Linked DNA regions of Ovis aries: region 1 is linked to region 2. Evidence: chromatin contacts called from public Hi-C data. All regions are on one chromosome and are shown on one strand. Each heading gives the region's core, a stretch centred on a gene start, on an enhancer-like site or on the middle of the called end of the contact. The rest is flanking DNA. Distances are from core to core; before and after follow the strand shown.

The links. A called contact is a pair of places that touch in the nucleus more often than the background predicts.
Region 1: a Hi-C map of blood shows a contact between it and region 2, with 3 times the contacts expected there. The contact joins the promoter of C20H6orf89 here to the enhancer-like site in region 2. A contact is called at or near these places in 2 of 16 Hi-C or Micro-C datasets (blood and skin fibroblasts).

Annotation. Positions count from the first base shown.
Region 1 is chr20:10,885,706-10,889,466 of ARS-UI_Ramb_v3.0, forward strand. C20H6orf89 (chromosome 20 C6orf89 homolog) reads left to right here and starts at 1,745. Exons shown (of 9, transcript XM_060403145.1): 1 at 1,745-1,823.
Region 2 is chr20:10,626,493-10,630,113 of ARS-UI_Ramb_v3.0, forward strand. No RefSeq gene overlaps it. Among named protein-coding and RNA genes, the nearest start is that of SRSF3, 20 kb to the left of the region's middle. Within about 2 kb of position 1,454, at least 38 of the 54 cell types and tissues checked have an H3K27ac peak or open chromatin away from gene starts, as enhancers often do.

The sequences.
Region 1 (3,761 bases), core at 495-2,994, 260 kb after region 2:
TCCCTCTAGTAATCTATTTTACACACAGCAGCCAAAGCCCTCCTCTGAAATGCTATAAGATATTGCCATGAAGTATTAAATGGTTTCTCTTTGCCTATTAAAATCCCAAATCACTTGGCCTGAGCTTGAAGGCCCTTCATCATTGACCGCTCACTGACTTCTCCAGTCAGATTTTGGACTACTTTATTATCCAAGCCTTATATGTGGAATCAGCATTCCCACTTTCAGTCTTCTGCCCAAGCTAGTCTTTTCCCTTGCAGTGCTTTACCAAACTTCACCCAATCTCCCCTGTTCCATCTCCTGTCTACTCATCCTGTCTGTAGGAGACTCTCCTTCTCTCTTCTTGATCTTTAATTTGGTGCCACATTCCATCACTGTCTAAATGCTTGTCTCCGATTTTCTTCTCACCAAGTAGACTGTCAATAACCTATGTTAGGGACCCTGTCCTTATGCAGTTGGGCTTCCCAGGTGGCATAGTGGTAAAGAATCAGCCAGCAATGCAGGAGACAGGAGTTCAATCCCAAGGTCAAGAAGATCCCCTGGAGTAGGAAATGGCAATTCACTCCAGTATTCTTGCCTGGAGAATTCCATGAACAGAGGAGCCTGGAGGGCTACAGGCTATGGGGTCACAGTAAGACATGACTGAGCAGGCATGCCTTATCCAGTTCAGTTCAACATTCACACAGGGCGTGTTCCAGATCAGAATCTGAGCACAGCGAACGTGAAGTCGCTGGGTGTGTCCGACTCTTTGAGACCCCATGGACTGTAGCCTACCAGGCTCCTCAGTCCATGCAATTTTCCAGGCAAGATTACTGGAGTGGGTTGCCATTTCATTCTCCAGGGGATCTTCCCAACCCACGGATCGAACCCAAGTCTCCCGCACTGCAGGCAGACTCTGCTGCTGCTAAGTCGCTTCAGTCGTGTCCGACTCTGTGCGACCCCATAGACGGCAGCCCACTAGGCTCCCTCGTCCCTGGGATTCTCCAGGCAAGAACACTGGAGTGGGTTGCCATTTCCTTCTCCATTGCATGAAAGTGAAAAGTGAAAGTGAAGTCGCTCAGTCGTATCTGACTCTTAGCGACCCCATGGACTGCAGCCCAGCAAGCTCCTCCATACATGGGATTTTCCAGGCAAGCGTACTGGAGTGGGGTGCCATTGCCTTCTCCAACAGGCAGACGCGAATCTCGAGCAATTTAACCTTCCCATAAACTTCAGCTTGGTTAGTAAGAGGGTAAATGAAGGTTGTTGAAGAAGTTTCACGAATATAAAGTCCTTTGTAATGTGTGGCGAAGAGTAAACATTAATGAGAGTATAAAGAGTGTATAAAGAGTGTATAAAGTGTATAAAGAGTAATGAGTGTGCCGTGCCTAAATTTGAGTGATCTATTTGTCTGCCTTTCTTTTAGATTTCTTACGTTATCCCTCCCACTTCCTTCTCTTAATGCCTAACACGCTGCCTGTCACATAGTAGGAGGCTCAACAAATACTCATTGAGTGAATTAGTTCAGCGATGAAGTCGGCATTGGCTCACAAAGAGACCGCTGGCGAGGACTGCAGAAGACCGAGAGGGAAGAACTGGCCGCCAGGGGGAGCAAGAAGCCGTGCTCTCCAGATCTCGTGATAGTTCCCAAGTTCTCCGAGACATCGCCTGTTCTACTTCTGGCGGAAGCTTCCGGCGGGAAGAAGGAGCGCGGCCTCGTCTGTGGAGTGGGAGTTGCTTCCGGGTTGCGCGCCCGGAAGTAGGAAGTTGTCGGCCTATCCTCCTCGCCCGGCGGCTTGCTGTCCCCGAGGCGGGAGGAGCCCGAGGGGGCGCGGGCCTCGCATGTGAGTGACTGGGGCCCGAGGCCGGGAGGGGGGAGGCAGCTTCGTGACAACACTGTCGCCGCACCCGTCTGTAAACTCCTCGCGCAGCCCACCTTTCCGCGCCAGTGCCACTCCTGCCCCTGCGCTGACCCCTTCTCTGAGCCTTTGGCGTTTTGCGGACTGACAGCACCCTTCACCAACTCCCCCGGGGTCAACTTTCTTAAGACTTCTCCCTTTTCCTTGGCTCTGCCGCGGAGAGCAGAGAGTTCGCCCTAATTGAATTTGTTTCGCGGGGTCACAATAGTGACCAAAACAGCGGTCCTAGCGAAGTCTATATTTCATTGCCCTTTTAGCTTTGTCTTTTTTTTTTTTTTTTTGAATGTTTACAGTAGATTTCCCGCCCCACTCCGAAACATCTTTTTCTGATAATTGTTAGGGAAGGAATTTTTTTTTTAATTTTATTTTTTTATGATAAACATGGCATCTCGGATTTCAGAAAGGAATATGACTTGGTTTATTGGCTTGATTAAATGAGCTGTTTGTAATCTCCATTTAGAACAAGGAAATTTGCCTGCTTCATGTTGCCTAGTATTTTAAGATCAGTAGTCCTGCAAGCCACACTTCTTTTCTGGTCTAAGAGCCTGCATATCCTTGGTATTTGCCATTACACCAGTTTTAAGGTATTTGGCCTTCTCTTCATGATAGGGGCTTCCCTGGTGGCTCAGATGATAAAGAATCCGCTTGCAGTGCAGAAGTGGGTACAATCCCTGGGTCAGGAAGATCCCCTGGAGGAGGAAATGGCAACCCATTTCTGTATTCTTGCCTGGAGAATTCTTTGGACAGAGGAGCCTGGCCGGCTACAGTCCATGGGGTTGCAAAGAGTCAGACTGAGGGACTAACACTTTCACTCATAATAGAGACTACTTCCAGAATAATTTCTGGCGCTTCCTATTTGCTCATTTGGTTGTTCCCATAGTGGAAGCTTCTATGGACATCTTTCCCTTAATAAATTTGCTTGTTTGAGTTATGACAGTTTCCCTTTAAGGAAGGACATGCTTTAACCTAAATTTAGCTTTGCTACATTGAAGTTTTGACTGAAGTTCACATCCACCAATTCGAATACCACAGGCCCTGTTTGCCCTTTCTGCTTTAGACCAAAACAGTTTTCAAGACCCAGTTCAAATCCCTGTTCTTCCACAGCTATTTAAAGCTCCACACACACACAAAATCCAAGTGTGAAGTTCCTATCTTGCTCACCTAAACTCTCATTAGGCTGATGTGTTTTTGAAAAATAAGTAAAATAAACCATTAGTTTGTGAACAAAATGATTAGGTCTTTTCTATAAATTGTTCAACAGGCAGTGATAAGTTTCCATATCTCTGAGGTGAATTTCCATGTCTGTTATTAGTTTGTGTTGTTATTTTCTCCAAAAAATCTGCTTTCAAGAAACAGTTTCGTGGCAAGGAAGACAAGGAATAGATGTAATACAGGGTGATAGGGTTGTGTTTAAGGTTCAAAGGGCAGAAATGAAGGGCTGAGATTCAAAGGGCAGAAATAGTGTTCACTCATTGGACAAAGCACAGGAGGATAGTTTTTGTAAGCAGAAAATTATGTGTACAGAAGCAGAAAGGTGTGAAATAGTATGGCAGCAAAGAATATGAGGAAAGAATGGGAAACGAGACTGAACAGATAGGCAGTAACCAGTGGGTCATGCTAAGTAATTTGGACTTCATCTTATTATAATTATTAAGTATTTAATTTGGGTAATAAGACAAATGTTTTAGATATATCACCTTGTAATTGATTAACAACATGGTTGGAAAGACACAATTATCCTTATTTTATAGATAAAAAACTCTGAGGCTTTAGAGAGGTTAGAACAGTGTCTCATGGCCACACAATAGATGAAGAATCTAGTATTTGAATTCAGCTTTTTCTGACTCCAGTTCTGGTATTCTT
Region 2 (3,621 bases), core at 204-2,703:
CCAGGTTGCACATTGAAGTCCTGAGGCTTTGTCTGGTGGGAAGACCATAGCATTCAGAGTTGGGAGACCTAGATTTAGCTCCTAGTAATACTGTTATGTAAGCCTGGGCATGTTACTTGGCTCCCTGAGCCTTGGTCTTGTCATCTGTAAAATAGGAACATAGGGCTATTATAAAATTTAAAACAAAATAAAAAAAACCTCCAGTAATCATTAATGAATGCTTAGTGGGTGCCCAGCACTGTTCACCTAATTTAATTGATTTAATCTTCACTGCAACCCTCAGAGAGTAGGTATTACTATCTTCAAGTTAAAAAAGAAAGACACAGTTAAGTAACTTGCCCAGTATTACATGGCAGCAAATGGGGAGGCTGGAACTGGAACCTAGGCTGTCTGGCTTCAGGGTAAGAATTCCAGGGCTGGTGACTCCTAGACAGCACCTTTCTGAGTGTCAAAGACCATTTAAGGTAGATGGGTCTTTCCAAGGGCCTTAGTTTAAGGGCTGTTTAACGATGAGGAATCCACAGGTCAGAGAGTGAAAAACCTGCAGGGGGTCTCAGGCAGAGCTGAGGGTGAGGATCCAGGCCTCTGGGCAGCCTTGCCCAGTGGGGGTGCCCATGACCCACAATCCTGAGGTTATGTTCGAGGAAACACAAATCAGTGAAAAAGTGCAGTCACTTCCATGATCACTAATACAGAGTCTCAGTGTAAGGCACTTCCACTCTGGAATAGGTTGTGTCTATTATAACCCTTCCCCCAAACACTTTAAATAACAGGAAAATGGTAACGAAAGAGTAAGGCTGCAGCAGGCTATGCGGTGCGGTAACACACCTACAAACCCTGCACTTAGAATACAGACAAAGAGAAGGCTACGCTAGAATGGCTGCCTGTGCTGCGGGGGGATGGGAGTGAAGGGAAATACAGAAGAGGGGCCTAGCCGGGCACGGTGATGGCATCTGGGGAGTAGGGCTGACTCATCACTGCACCAGAGGGCCAAAAATAAAACTGAGTAAAAGAGACAAGCTGAAATCACTCTGCCTGAAACACACTGGCTCTGGGCTCAAGGAGGGAAGGAGGGGGCACACCCGGGCTGCCGCCTCACCAAAGCCAGAGAGGCCTGGAAGTGTCCCCGAGTGGAGCGAGTGAGGTGAGAGCCGGTCACACGCACGTCTGTGAGCTCAAGCCTGACACGCACTGGTCCGTGGGGCCCACCCTCTCATCTGCCATGCCAGCTGACTGTGCCCTTGACAACCAGCTGGAGGAAGAGGGCAACTTGGTTTACTCGGCTTGCCCGTCTGCAGATGGACAGTTGGATGTAGACCTCTCCTAACAGCCCGCCGGGCTCCTGGAACCTCCTGGGGAAGCGGGTCTCCCCTGGGCACAGAGCCCACAGTTCTGGGCTCGGGTCACAAGGTGGCAGCACGGGGAAGAACATCCAGATTTGCCTGTGGGCGCAGGAAGGGGGGCGTGGTCCTCGGAGCGAGAGTGACTCATGAAATATGAAACGAGGGAGAAGCCTGGAGCTCCAGGGGCTGGGAAAAAGGGCTTTAAGGAAAGTCAGGCAGGATTTTCTAGAAAGTAGTTCTCATCCCATTAGCCGTCACAGAGCTGAGCGGCTCTTATGTGTGTGTGAATGTCATCACCGCTTCTGTGTGTCCGTCTGTGAATGTGTATGTCTAGTGTGTGTGTGAGAGAGACTAGTGTAATTCTGAGTGTGTGAGGGTGACTGAGTGTGGGGATGGGGAAGAGGGAAGCAGCAGGCTCAGGTGTTGCCAAAGAGTCTAGGAGGAAACTATAAAACTGGGCGATGTGCTCTTACGAGGAAGCACTTCTTCTGGGTCCACAGGGGCAGAGTGCGAAGTCCACGCAGATAGTGGTGACTTGGAGGCATGAAGCATGGGCGGTGGTGCTGGAGAGGCGGTGGTGGCACTCTCAAGGGGTAGGAAGGGCACACACTAAAGTCCACATAGCTCTAGACTCAGAGAATGGCCTCGGGACCCAGGTTCCAACCAGCCTGGCCACTTCCAAGTGGTTACAGGTGAGACAGTCAACATTCCTGGGCTCCAGTTTCCCCGCCTGTAGAACGGCAGAAATAATTTGGCCTACCTTCCTGGCTGTGTGTGGGACTTCCCCTGGCTGCACAGTGGACAAGAATCCGCCTGCCAGTGCAGGGGACACAGGATCCCCGGTTGGGGAAGACTCCGCGTGCCTTGGAGCAACTACGCCCGTGCGCCACAAGCACATGGGGGCCACATCTAAGACGCCTTGTGCCTAGAGCCTGTGCTCCCCGACGAGAGGCCAGGGCAGCGAGCAGCTCCTGTTCTCTGCGACCAGAGGAAGCCTGTGCACTGAACGGAGCCCCGCTGCAACCAAAAATAAAAATAGAATTTTAAAAAGAGCTACGTATGGAATGCATTGAGGAGAAAGCCTAGTGTGTGATAAGTGTGGTTGTGGGGAAGACCTGAGCATGCTGTCCAAGGAGGCCCATGGACAGTCCGGCCCGGACATGCTGCTGGCCAAGTCAATCTCCTGCTCTCTCCCCACCCCCAGCCTCAGAAGCGGACCTTCCTGATGGCGCTGTGATCCTTCTCAGGGAGCGGGGAGAGTGCCCTGTCTCTGGGGAGGGGGGACCAGCTTGCCTGGAGGGGGCTGTTAGGCCTGCGACCTCCTAGATGCAACTCTAGCTGAGACTCCACACACTCCAGGAGGTTTGGAATATCAACTGATGCAAATTCCTGCTCAAGGTTTGCCCTTGTTTTTTCTTTTCATTAAGGACTGGGTGGGGAGCGTTTGGTGTCATCAGGGATTACTTTGAAAGTACCTCCTCACATTGGGAGCTGGCTTGAGTCAACTGGTCGGTCACCATGGAATTTCTTTTTTTAGTGCACAAACAGCCAAGTTAAAGCAGCTGTTGCCCCATCCAGGGTGGAAAGCGGGCTGTTGATGTAGAGCTGCCTGGCTCATATTTCTTGGGCAAACAGATGCCATGTCTCTCAACTCACCAATTAGGAAGCCTAGAAACTGTGGTTTGGAGACCACGTGTCCAGTTATGTCTAGTTATTCAGGTAATTTTACCTGGGAAGCCCTCTCTGAGTGTCAAAGCCACACGATAAGTGACATATATAGTAGCTGGTTGGTGGGGAGGGCCGCCACTTCTTAGGGCCCACCCCAGGAGGTGGTGGACATGAAGTGCCAAGTGAGGAAACTGTTTTAGAGCCAAAGTGTTAAAAAAAAAAAAAAAATCCTGGCCACAAACCACTGAGGCTTTACTGAGAGCTTGTTTTGTGCAGGTTCTGAGCCCGGGGAAGGCGTCTGGGCGGGAGGGGCCGGGGGGAGGCTGGAATGGCAGTTCAAAATAGGAGGAGGAATAACCCTGGATGGGGTATGGCCCTTCAAGAGGCGGGAATGGCATGAGCAGAGGCATGGAGGTAGGAATGTAGAAACTGTGTTACAGGGAAGAGTTAGGTTACCACAGAGTTTCCAATAATAAGTGTCCATTGTCTACTACGTGCTAGACCCTGTTCGAGTCACCGGGATGAAGCTGGTGAACAAAACAAAAATCCCTCCTCTGTGGACGTTGTAGTGCATAGCCAAGATGATAATAGCTCACACTTATTGAGTGCT